Regions from separate parts of the Mus musculus genome. Here region 2 is linked to region 1. The links are chromatin contacts, called in public Hi-C maps. All regions are on one chromosome and are shown on one strand. Each heading gives the region's core, a stretch centred on a gene start, on an enhancer-like site or on the middle of the called end of the contact. The rest is flanking DNA. Distances are from core to core; before and after follow the strand shown. Region 1 overlaps Dnajc10 (DnaJ heat shock protein family (Hsp40) member C10). Region 2 has its middle 14 kb from the start of Frzb.

Region 1 (6,615 bases), core at 2,698-5,197:
AAAAAAAAGGAGTTTAAGGAGTTTTCTCACATTGAGTTTAGCCATAGTAAAATTTTATAGTATAGGATTTTAAGCAATATAACATTTTAAAGTGATACCATATATTGAATAGCATGTCATCTTTAGGAGAAGTTAGGTGAAGGGTACATAAGAACTTGTGCTGTGTTTGAAACATTTTTTTTTTAACATTTATTCATTTATTTTAGCCATATGAGTACACTGTCACTGTCTTTAGACACATCAGAAGGAGCATCAGATGCCATTACAGGTGTTTGGTTGTGAGCCACCATGTGGTTGCTGAGAATTGAACTCAGGACCTCTGGAAGAGCAGCCAGTGTTCTTGATCACTGAGCCAGCTCTCCAGTCCATTTTTTTGCAACTTCTAGTGAGTTTGTGGTTATTTTTAAAAGTAACAAAGCAAAACAGGGAGTTCATTGGAGAAGGCAATTAGGAGCCTATTCGTACGGATTCCAATGGGTGATTAGGAAGGAGCTTCCCAAGCTGATGGCAGTCTCGAACGAGTCATCAGTCGTCAGAGTTACCGTTGGCTTTTCTCTTAATTTGACATCTAGTTTTCAAGTTTGAAATTCAGTGTAACTACCTGATTTTTGTATAGCTAAGGCAAGAGTGTATAATCTTTTATGTAGTGATTTGTTTTAATGAAGTTTTAATTTTATGATTTTTTTTATCCACTTTTAAAATTAGGTATTTACGATGATGATCCTGAAATCATAACATTAGAAAGAAGAGAATTTGGTAAGTTTATAGGCATATGACTTTCTGACTTACATACAAATCACATCTCTTACCCAAAACTCACCAGTCTAAATGTAATCAGAAGTTAGAAATTCTTCAGGTTTTAAAAAAGAATATGATGTACATGATCCATTAAACTTTTCAGAGAAGCGTATGGTTCATTGTTTCAAAATAAAAGCACCAGCATGGGGCTAGAGCAGTGAGTTCAGTTTGAGGAATCAGCAACCTTTTTACAGGATCACCTAAAACCATCTGCATATCAGACATATACATGATTCACAACATCAGTGAAATTACAGTTATGACATAACACAAAATAAATGTATGGTTGGTAGTCACCACAACATGAAAGGTTGCAGCATTAGGAAAACTACTGCTAGAGAATTTGCCTGCCCAGTGCTCTTCAGAGACCTGGATTCAATTCCTAACACCCACATGGTGTCACGACCATTGCTAACTATAGTTTCAAGGATTTCGATGCTTTGCGGAACTATCACATATGTAAAATAAAATTTTAGAAATGTTAATACTTCTTACCCATTGAAAGTTGTGTATATGAATATATCAACATCTTTCCTACAAAAGAAATAGGGGAACTCGATTTATTGCCAGATAAAACTAATACCTGTATTATACTATGTGGTTAAATAGCTCTGTAGCTTTTCCTGTGTGGTTCTTAGTCTGACTCATCTGTAAATGTTTTGTGGACCATTTGTGGCTAGGAAACAGGAGATTGCATATTGAATCAGAGGAACCGAACCAAACCTGCAACTGGCTGCTGTGTGAGACCACCAAAAATAAGACTTTACTAAGGTTTATGTTGGCAGAAAAGGGCCTCCTAATTAGGTCACTTAGAACCCCAAATGGTAATTTTAAATTTAGCCATGAAACCCTAGAGATAATTCAGAGATAGTTAACTACTACTAGCTTCGTTCTTCACGTCAGGAGATTGTGATAAGATGATCCTGACATTTTAGATCAAAAGGTGGAGAGATGACAAATGTGGGTTCTGGAGACAACTTGTATTTGGGCAGATGTCACCACAGGGCTTGTTCGTGAGTTTTTACTGCCATTTTTTCTGTTGTTGAGTTATTCAGTCTCCCAATAAATAATGATAGAATCATTTTTAAATGATATGTGTATTCTTAGTGACTTCTGGGATAGTCCCCAGTACTCTCAAATCAGCTCTATTCAGATAGAACAAAATGGTCACAAGCTGTGGTCATGCCCCAGTTCATCTCTACTTGCAGAGCCCTTCCTCTGTACCCTTAAGTCCTTTTCTCCTTCTAGCTGATTAATCTATTGAAATCTCTGCCTTTCTTGCCGCCCAGGCATCTCTTCTAGCAGTGGCCAGTACTGACTCAGATTTCCACCATTCCATGTATTGGCATTGGGTTTCCTTACTACACCTGCCTCAGGCTTTCAACATAGGTCTTTATAGTTTGTCTAGTTTCCAGTTGTTACTACTGAGAAGTTTAATCTATAAATTACATAGTTCACTTTTGCCAGGCAAGGAACGGCAAATGTGTGACCTCACTTGAGAAGCGACAGTAGTAGTTAGTGAGCATTAATTTCAAAGTTGTCAGAATCTTTTCCTTTTGTGAGAAATCCTGTTTTCCATTAAGCACATGCATGCTGTCTTTTTCTTTGTCACAGTACAACAGTACATCGGTTGTGATCGAGTTCTAAACTGTATTTGAAAGGTAGAAAACATCTCATGAAATAAGGCCGCAGTTCAGGCATCCTTTTGAAGATGGCTCAAGAAAGAGGAACTTAAGACAGTGCTGTATTTTCTGTACTAGTAGAAGCTATTGCACAAGATATTAATAGATAGTCTGGCTTTGTGATTTAAAAGAAATTTGCATTTTTAAATATTCTTGCTCTGTTTTCTATTACTGAGTTAATATAAAAGCATTTCATTGTGCTACTTTACTTCGCTTCTAAAAACACTTTTAGCCCAGGACAGTGGCCTGCCTATCCTGTGAGCCCAGGACAGTGGCCTATCTATCCTGTGAGCCCAGCGACATGGGAAGCTGAGGCAGGAGGCATTCCTGCCTAGATTAGACAACATAGCAAAACTATATTTGTTTCCAAATCTATGAAATGAATAAATGAAATGAAAGTGTATTTTTAATCTTACTACTACATAGGCAGTAAGAACTGAGCCAGTACTTATTGCCGAGATTAGAAGTGCTTCTGACTCAGGGATGCATACAGCAATAGATACTCCATCTCGTGTGTTTATAATTCATAAAAGGATCTCTTTTTCTATGGAGATTTTCATTAACTCTGTTGAAGACTTTCCCTAAATTAAAACCAGTTGTTGGTCTAAGCCGTGACATTTGTTGAGATCACCTAGGTAGATTAACAGGTCCTCAAGTCTGCTAGAGAAGGACTGAGGAAAAGGCTAAGTTACGCACTCTTGCATGCAATGTGTACATGAACTGCTTCTCCACAGAACCACCCTGCCACTGAATTGTGTTTCTGGATGTTTTCAGCTATCCAGTCAGTTACGCAAAAATAGTACACAATCCCTAATAGTTATAATTTATGGACATTTTATTTTAAAAACACTGACAACTGATTTGGGTATTAAATGTTATGAAGACTCTTAAAGCAAATTGCCCTCACATTTTTATCTAGAATATTAGAGTGAGCCTTCCTTAAAATCATAAGTTTGTCTTCGTCAATTCATTCTATAGTTCTATGCTGCTGGCTTCATGATGCTTCATATCTATGTTAGGAAAATATGTATTGATGTTTAAATGACAGAATTCTTTACTTTGCATTTTTAAGTAACTTGCTTTTCAAAGGTAAAGATCTTACTTAGGAAAAGGGTTTAATTTAATCACTGTAATCTTTACTCTGTTGTACAGGTCCCTAGCACACACCATTGATCTCAGTACTTGGAGCCAGAGGCAGGAGGATACCTGTGTTTTAAAGGCAGGCTTGGTATTCATAGCAAATTCCAGGCTACCAGGGCTATACAGTGAGACCTGCCTCAAAGATCAAGCTCAGCGTCTGTGAGAGGCCCTGGCTTCCTGAGCCTCGCTGTGGGGGTAGAAGAGCTGTAATCTCAGCTCTGGTGCTCCTCTTTATCTCCTATGTGCACAGACTGGCATAAGCCCTGGCTGTTAGCTCCTGTGCCACACGTATGGCTTCATGGCAGTCATTCCCCTACAAAGCTGCTACTCATTCAAGTATAGATGTAGGAGAGGTTGTAAAGTTACATGGGCTTGACATTTGAAAAGAACCACAGGAAGTAAGGCAGTGAACTATTTAGGACTGATTTTTTTTTTTCATTTTGATCTTAGCAAAATGGTTTGTGATTGAAGTGTGCTGTAACTAGGCTTATGTGCTTTCAGATGCTGCTGTCAACTCTGGAGAACTGTGGTTTGTAAACTTTTACTCCCCAGGATGTTCGCATTGCCATGATTTAGCCCCCACTGTACGTATGTTTAATAACCCAGCCATTAAAGCCTTTTTCCTAGTTGATGTTTTATGTGTTCTTTCTTTTTTTATTATTGTATGTTGGAAGTTATTTTGTGTTAGTAACTGACTGTGAAATCATTATCATATACTTTTACTAAATGTTTTATCTAGTAAAATGTTTCCCCTTTAAGATTATATAAAGTGTAGTATGCTCAAGAGTTCTTAAGAAACATTACCAAAGAAACACTTGTTTTCTTTACTGTCATAGTGGAGAGAATTTGCTAAAGAAGTGGATGGGTTGCTTCGAATCGGAGCTGTCAACTGTGGTGATGATCGGATGCTCTGCCGAATGAAAGGAGTTAACAGCTACCCCAGCCTCTTCATCTTTAGGTCTGGAATGGTAAGGGATATCTCTGTTTTTAAGATTTGTGAAACTTTATAACCAGCGAAATACTAGAGAAAACAATATCTAAACTTTTAGGCTGTTTCTGCTTTTTCTTACTTTAGGAGCTAATTTATAATAAACATTTTTGTATTGCTTTATGAAACTTTTTAGGGACCATCAGTTCCTGTCATAAAGGATATTTATTTAATGTGCATATTATGTTTTATGGTTTATAATGTATTTTAGGTGCTGTCTCATGGGATAGAAAGTGCTAATCTTCCTTTTTTCCAATTTCTGTGGATAAAACTGAAGCTAAAATTGTTACAAATGGTGCAAAAGAGTATTCTATATGATTTGTACTGTCACAGCTCTCTTAAGTATTATTTGTAAATGCACTGTGTTGTTTAAAATTAGAACTTCCTGCATTATTCAAAACAATGTTAAATATAGGTATTTGGTAGGCTTTTGAAATGAAGAAGTAATAAATGTTTTTATAAAACCATCAGGCTGCAGTGAAGTACAATGGAGATCGGTCAAAGGAGAGCTTAGTGGCCTTCGCCATGCAGCACGTCAGGAGCACAGTGACAGAGCTGTCAACAGGTAAGGTTTCCTTAATTGCGTGCTTTTCAGTCATGTTTGGAAATCAGTATTTTGAATTTACAGTGAGAGTTGATTTGGGTCACAGTAATGATACTTTACAGTATCTTTTTCTGCACTTCTTAGAAAGGAAGTGTGTCACTGCTCAGGTTGCTGCTGCCTTGTACACTGAACAGGCTGGTTGGGTTTACGTAAGGACTACTGCAATTCAGGTGTAGAGGGCTGTGAGATGGGAGGACATGGCATCCTTGAAACAGCTGACTCAGCACTGAGGCATATGTACCTGCGGCCATGGCCACTGGCAGAAACTTCATTTAAAGGTCAAAAACATTTCTAGTGGTAGATTTTAACTCACCAAGTGATTTTAGCTTAGCTATTTGAAGTATCCATGAGACAGTTTCTAGCTAGAGGAATGTCTTATTTATTCATTTGGCAGCATCTGTGTGGTAGAAACTGTGTTCAACACTATGTTTACGGTAAAAGAGTATCCGATCCCACTTCACTTCAGTGAGCAAGATACCAATGAGCAACTGAAATACAGTCCGATAACTTTTATGGTTAGAAACTAAGCGTAAAGGATATGAAACAACCCATTTAGAAAAAGAAAGGTTAGAATGGACTTTTTTAAAGAAAACATAACTGGTGTCTCATAGCACTGAGTAGGAAGGCTTCAGAGAACACTGGGTACTTGGAAACCAGCAGGGCTTTCCCAGTCTAAGGGAGAGCAGTGGAGTGCAGTGAGCGTGTGTGGGAAGAACTGTGACTGGCCAGGAGACAGGCAGAGCTCAGCTTAGACGGGACTTTACTGATGATGGTTGAGTTTTCTTAATTGTTGTCTTAAAAAAATAATTAGTACTATTTAGAGGGGACGGGAAGTAGTTACGTATGGAAAGAAAGAAATACCATTTGGAAGTGTTACATGTACTCACAAATTTTATTTTCTTTAAAGGAAATTTTGTTAATGCCATAGAAACTGCTTTTGCTGCTGGTGTTGGCTGGCTGATCACATTCTGCTCTAAAGGAGAAGGTAATTTATGCTGCTCAACTTGATTTTGTTTTTCTGTCAGTAATCAGTTATTTCAAAATGCAATTTAAGCTTCAAAGTGTTTACTTAGTAAATGTGTATTATGTATTTTACACCTAACAGGTAATGAAATTAGTGACATGTAAATGTATCTTTATAATTTCATGTTTAGTGGATGAGTTTTTCAGCCTAGTTATTCTCAGGATACATTGTACCTCAAATAGCCAAAGATAAACTGGGCAGTGTCCAAAGTAATTAATTATATCAACTACAATTGCTTCCAAAATAGGTTTTAGAAATTTAGATTTTAAAAGTTACATATATAAAATATGTGTCCACCTCATAAAATTATGTCTTTATTGGTCATAGTCTTATTTTCTAAGGGCCTTTGTAAATTGTTTAAAATTCAATATCCTATATG
Region 2 (6,615 bases), core at 2,911-5,410, 140 kb after region 1:
TTACATTTATTTACTGTGTGTGTATGTATCTTCGTGGGCATGAGGAAGTCAGAGGACAATTTGTGGGAACAGATTCTCTCCTTCTACCAGGTGGTCCTGGGGCTTGAACTCTGATTGTCAGTCTTAGCAGTAGGCATCTTTACCCACGGAGCCATCTCATCAGCTCAATATTTCCTTCTTTCTTTCTTTCTTTCTTTCCTTCTTTCTTTCTTTCTTTCTTTCTTTCTTTCTTTCTCTCTCTCTCTCTCTCTCTTTCTCTCTCTCTCTTTCTTTCTTTCTTTCTTTCTTTCTTTTTAAAGATTTATTATTATACATAAGTACACTGTAGCTGTCCTCAGATGCACCGGAAGAGGGCGTCAGATCTCATTATGGGTGGTTGTGAACCACCATTGGTTGCTGGGATTTGAACTCAGGACCTTCAGAAGAGCAGACAGTGCTCTTACCTGCTGAGCCATCTTGCCAGCCCCCAGCTCAATATTTCTATAAGGTCTTCATTTCATCTGCCAAAGCTTCAAGTGTTGAAACATTGCACTAATAATCACCAATATCATATTAATTCAATATTCTGCAAGAGTATCATTCTTCTTGTCAGATTCCTGTTGCTCCCACTTTTAAAAGTAAAAACTTAATTTGCATGTGAAAATGTAATATGTTTTGAATGCAAATAGGTATGGTTCCTGAGATGGCCTTGGAGGGGAGCATCCATTAGAGATCATTTATCATAGTGTTTGTGATAACGATGATGCCATTAATCAACACATCAGAGCACACATAGCTACTCAGATCTGCCATGCTGTGTCCAATAGGGTCAAAGTAGACAGAACACAGAGTAAGCAATAAAAGTTCTTTGGCCGGGCATGGTGGCGCACGCCTTTAATCCCAGCACTCGGGAGGCAGAGGCAGGCGGATTTCTGAGTTCGAGGCCAGCCTGGTCTACAAAGTGAGTTCCAGGACAGCCAGGGCTATACAGAGAAACCCTGTCTCGAAAAACCAAAAAAAAAAAAAAAAAAAAAAAAAAGTTCTTTGGGAGACAAAGCAGAATAAACTCTCTGAAGAAGATATCAAAAAAAAAATATTGTTGCCCTGAGAAAAAGAATCTATTCATTTCCAACCCCCAACTCCCATGCACTGAGCCCTCAGTACATATTTTCTAAGTACCAGGCTGCATTGGGCTGTGGTCAATAATGCAAGAAGCAAATCAGGGTCCAGACCACCATAAAACCTAAATTCTAATAGGTTTTCTCTACAACATAGACAAACTGGTATAACAGCCAACCCTGTAGCTTTGCTGAGGGAAGATTAACTAAGCTATTGCTTATGTTACAGTGAGATGTCATCGAAGCTGAAGAATCCAGGGAGACCCAGTCAAGTGTGTTCAAAAGGAGAGTGTGGTCAAACATTGTGCTGGCTAGTTTTATGTCAGCTTGTCACAGCCATAATCATTTTGAAAGAGGGAAACTCAATTGAGAAAATGTCCAGAGGTTAGTCTGTGGGCAAGCCTGTAGAACATTTGATGTGGGAGGACCCAGCTCACTTTGTGTAGTGAGCTTGTGTTCCTGGGTACTCTAAGAAAGCAGGCTGAGCAAGCCATGGGGAGCAAGCTAGTACTCCTCCATGGCCTCTGCATCAGTTCCTACCTCCAGGTTCCCAAGCCTGATTTCCCAGAGCTCCTGCCTCAATTTCCCTGGATAATGAAGGATAAGCTATAAGATAAAATAAACCCTTTCCTTCCCAAGTTGATTTTAGTTGTGGTGATTTATCACAACAGGAACCTTAACTAAGACAAGCATTGACCTCAATCCTTAAAAACTCAGTCATATAGGGCTGGAATGTCACTGACAGAGCACTTGCCTAGCGCTCATGAAGCCTTGGGTTTGATCCTTAGCACCACCTAAACCAGGTGGTGGTGCACACTTGTAACCCTAGCACCCAGGAGGTGGAGGAAAGAGGAAGGAACGGACATTCAAGGACATTTTTAGTGGCTTAGTGAGTCTGAGCCCAGCCTGGGCTACATGAGCTCTATTTCAATCAATCAATCAATAAATAAAATAAAACAAAGCCATGTATAAACAACATTTTTTCAAGTGACTCGCGTGAAGCTGCCCCACAAACCAGGCTGCATGCCTGTTTTCTTTGGTTAAGTTGTGAGAGTAATTGAAAGATGAGGTTTTGAAAGACTGGAGGATGGAAAATAATTAACAAGCCATTTTTTATTGTTATTTATTTACTTTACATCCAGATCAGAGCTTCCCCACCCTCCTCTCCTCCCATCTCCTCCCATCTTCTCCCTCTCCACCCTCCCCACACCCATCCCTTTTCTCCTTCTCCTCAGGAAATTGGAATCCTCCCATGGCTATCAACCAGCCTTGGCATATCAGGTTGCAGTAAGACTAGGTGCATCTCATCTATTGAGGCCAAACAAGGAAGCCCACTAACAGGGCAGTTTTGATACATGAAGAAACTGCTTTTGAGGCCTTTACAATCCATAGCTGTTACAGTGATTGTATTTATTTCTTCCCTTTTAATGTACCAAGAGCTTCAGTGTGTACCTATGAAATAATTTTTTGCTTGTGAGTGAAGTTTTGACATTTCATTTCACCACATTACAGGTCCATAGTTTCATTTTATCTTCCTTTTCTCACCAACAAACATGTGGTTTGCAGGACATTTCATTTCCTCTTCTAGATCCAAAAGTTTTAGTTAGAAGTATCTTTGAGACCATAATTGCCAGGGTTGGGCAGAATGCAAGGAACTATGTCAGTCTGTTCCACATCACCAATTTCGTGAGTGTGACCTGTGGCTAAAAATGTCACTCACAACAAGAGGCCAGACAGGAATGCCATGATCTATACGCATCTTGCTTGCAAGTGTCTTTGCTCGGAAGCACGTGGTCAAGCCAGTGAGTGGTAGGCTAAGACAGTCCCTAAAGTCTTCAAGAATCAGGCAGAAATGCATATGATTACAACAGTTCATACAGTAAGCTATGAGGAAAGCAACCAGCAACTTCACAGAAGAGTTAAGTTACCATTAGAGAGGAGAAACCTCAGTGGGCCACTAACCAATGGCTTTTATTCAAGTATTGCTGCGCTGATGCAGTGGGTCGCAACCTGTAGGTCATGGCCCCTTTTCGGTTTGAAAGACCCTTTCACGGGGGTTGCCTATCAGATATCCTGCATATCAGATATTTACATTATGATTTATAGCAGTAGCAAAACTACAGTTACGAAGTAGGAACAAAACTAAGCTTAAGGTTGTGGGGTCACCACAGCCTGGAGGATCTGTATCCAAGGGACACAGTAAATTAGGAAGGCTGAGAATCCCTACTCTAAGGAACGAGAAATGTCTAGGTTCTGTTTATGAGTGAACTTGTTTTGTTTTGTTTTGTTTTTCTTAAACAACTACAATGTTCTTAAAGCATTTATGGACTTCATGTTTTCCACGTATCTAAATTACCTCTTCTCTCCTGAGAGAAGAATTAGGATTTTTTTTTCACTTCATCTACAGATCTAACGCATGTTAAGTGTTTCCATTTTGTATTTGTAAATTATTACAGCTAATATTGTTATTTTATCACTAAGGCTACTGCCACTCTCTGAAATAAATTCTTAGGAGAAATGAAGGAAACAAGGGTGGATGCTTTCACCTGTGCCTGACTTTTGTGTGTTCCCAACATCAGCTTCACCACAAGGAAATCTGCATCGTCTCTATTTTAAAAGGCTAGACATAGAAAAAGTAAATATTTGCTTAAAATTTTCAAGAAAAACAAGGTTTGAAGGTTGCCTGTGCTCAGCACAGCATGAAGCCCCGCAAGCAGGGAAAGAAATAGAGAAAGAATTCGAGAAGCTTTGGGGCGAGGAAAGGTGCTAGCGTGAGCTCTGTGTCTGGAGAAAGAAAGAACCTATTTCCAGATAGAGAAAGCACCCACCCATTCTTCCCCGGGGAATAACAATACAGGAGCAGCCCAGACAGAAAAGCAACTTTTGTGAGTAAACGAAGGTCTCTGGACACTTTCCTTGGAACTCTGACTTCATCCGGCCTGGTGTCCTCACTTTGAGGAGCCTACAAAGGAAACCCAAAGGACCAGGACTCACAGACTCGGCCATGGTTCTCCAATGAACTCGTATCAGTGACAACATCTCTGGTTTTCTCTGCTGTGACTCATTTCTAACTTGGGTTGTCAGAATGAACGTTTCCAGAAAGTGGTTACATATTCAACCTGAAACCTCAAAGTCTGATCGACTGATTGATACTTAAAAGGACACGTAGGCCATTGTTGCAGACTCAGAGCCTAGTTACAATGTGGCTTTAGCCTTCTAAATAGCCATTCTGTTCTCATCTCTGTGCCGGCCTTGACTAAAGGATAAAAGATTTCTGAATGTATTAGCAAATCTGTAGCCTCTACAAAGAAAAGAGCTAGGAGTCATCGGGACATGTTTGAGGTCCACAGCTGAGAGTCCTCTGCTTCTGTGTAAGTGCCTACAGAGTTTCCACTGATGTATTTGAAAAGCACCTTGACTTACAACTTTCTTTATTCTGTTACTACAAACATTTCATGAAACTGTTTCCACTTTGGGACTTGGAAGTGGGGTGAGTTTGGGTCAGCCTGACCTACATAGTATCTTCCAGGATAGTCAGAGTTACATAGTGAGACACTGTCTCAAAACAAACAAACAAACAAACAAACAAACAAACAAAAATAGGGGAAGGGAGACAGAGAGATTGATTTGAAAAATATAATGAGTTTTAAATTCCACAATACAGTTTCCTAGTGAAATGAGATCCAGCTCTCCAGTGGTGAGGGGACACAAACAACTCTTGGAAATTACCCACTTTGACCCTCATATCAGAGCTCCAGGAAGGACCCAGCTCAGCAAAGCCCATCTGACGCTCCAGCACAAGGATGCACCCAGAGTCCTGGTCAGCCTCCTCAGATTCATGCTCCTTGAAGAAGCATAAGAAGAAACCCTGGGGTAAGATGTACCTTTTAACATTTTAGGAAAGTCCTTAGGGGTTGTGCCAGGATTGTTTATGCCATGACATACTCCAACAATTTAGGCCATGCTCTCCTCACCAAGTGATGCCACCCTGTGACATCTCCTTTCCACAGAGCCCACCCCTTGTTCTTCCCAAGTCAACACAAAACTATTTCTCAAGGGGCTGGTGAGATGGCTCTCCCGAAGGTCCTGAGTTCAAATCCAGCAACTATATGGTGGCTCACACCCTGATGCCCTCTTCTGGTGCATCTTAAGTCAGCTACAGTGTACTTATTTATAATCTTTGGGCCTGAGGGAGCGGGACCGACTGGAACGAGCAGAGTTCCTAAAATTCAATTCCCAACAACCACACGAAAGCTCACAACCATTGAGGTGACAACTAAGATCAATTTAGGGAAGTCCTTTCCTTATCCTAATAGTTTACAGTGGCCTCCACTGGAGAACCACATTCTTTTGTTTGTTTGTTTGTCTGTTTGTTTGTTTTTTTTTTTTGGTGTTTGTTTGTTTGTTTTCGAGACAGGGTTTCTCTGTGTAGCCCTGGCTGTCCTGGAACTCACTCTGTAGATCATTCTGACCTCGAACTCAGAAATCTGCCTGCCCCTGCCTCCCAAGTACTGGGATTAAAGGCGTGTGCCAACACTGCCTGCTGACTCTTGTTATACAGGCCTGAATCAGCTTTCACTGTGTCAAGATCAAAGGCCATATCATAACTTTTTCTGTGTGCCACTAGTCCTTACAGTGCGTGGTGCCTATCATCAATAACTCGTCATCCTGGTCTACTTGTGAATAGATATTTTTTTCCTAGTCTGTAAATTCTTCTATGGGCAAAGCCAAGTAGGCCAGGAGTAGCTGGCAGGGGGGTGGTTAGGGAATGTGGTGATGTGGTCATGAATGAGAAAACGTAAGAATACAGACGTATACATGAGCCTAAGAACTTCCAAACTCTCAGAAAGCTTCCTTCCTTCCAAACTTACAGAAAAGAACACCCCATACTCTGAGCAACACCATATCTGCTCCCTCCCTTGGTCTGCAGTTACTGTAGTTATCTGCTTACCTCCAAGGTCTCCACTGTTGCCAAAAACGTGTGCCTTGAATTTTCTTCTGCTACAGGTTTCATGGACTCATCTACCATCTTTGACTTTCTTTTGACCTCAGGCTGAATTGCATTGCTATATCCAAAGATAAACTTCTGTAACCTTTCCCCCTTAAAATGTTGACAGGATACATTTTTACAAAGAATTTGAGAGGGTGACAGCACAGGCAACCAGCTGAAGTTACGGAGCTTATAAACAGAGCAAGCATTGTATGACTTACTTCTGAAACAATCCCGAGGACCTCTATCTTCTCTGACTCAGCACTTTGTAGTGTAGTCCCTTCCCACAGTCGCCAAAGGCAGCAATTCTCTGGACCCGTATCCCTGAGCAAATGTCTTAACCTTTCTTAGTCTTGATTCACTCACCTGTTGACATTATAACAGCCCTTGGTTACATATGGTTGTTACGAAAAATAAATTTAAATGTTTAGGCAATTACAGTCATGCTTGATAAACCCTAATCCATGCTAGCAATTATGAGTGTTTGCCCTTGAAATCATCATTTCTCTCTCTTTCCATCTGAAAGAA

What was found. Hi-C and Micro-C count contacts between places; a contact is called where the count stands out from the background.
Region 2: a contact with region 1 is called in a Hi-C map of Th2 cells, with 2.5 times the contacts expected there. The contact joins two enhancer-like sites. A contact is called at or near these places in 1 of 39 promoter capture datasets (hippocampal neurons), 3 of 484 Hi-C or Micro-C datasets (Th2 cells, group 2 innate lymphoid cells and pre-hematopoietic stem cells) and 2 of 9 other capture datasets (adipose tissue and pancreatic islet).

What each region holds. Positions count from the first base shown.
Region 1 is chr2:80,320,539-80,327,153 of GRCm38.p6, forward strand. It overlaps Dnajc10 (DnaJ heat shock protein family (Hsp40) member C10), which reads left to right. Exons shown (of 23, transcript NM_024181.2): 4 at 706-756; 5 at 4,122-4,204; 6 at 4,457-4,588; 7 at 5,080-5,173; 8 at 6,120-6,197. Among named protein-coding and RNA genes, the nearest start is that of Dnajc10, 8.4 kb to the left of the region's middle. Within about 2 kb of position 3,948, at least 16 of the 459 cell types and tissues checked have an H3K27ac peak or open chromatin away from gene starts, as enhancers often do. A contact at or near this core is called in Th2 cells, where this site is marked.
Region 2 is chr2:80,457,876-80,464,490 of GRCm38.p6, forward strand. No RefSeq gene overlaps it. Among named protein-coding and RNA genes, the nearest start is that of Frzb, 14 kb to the left of the region's middle. Within about 2 kb of position 4,161, at least 7 of the 459 cell types and tissues checked have an H3K27ac peak or open chromatin away from gene starts, as enhancers often do. A contact at or near this core is called in Th2 cells, where this site is marked.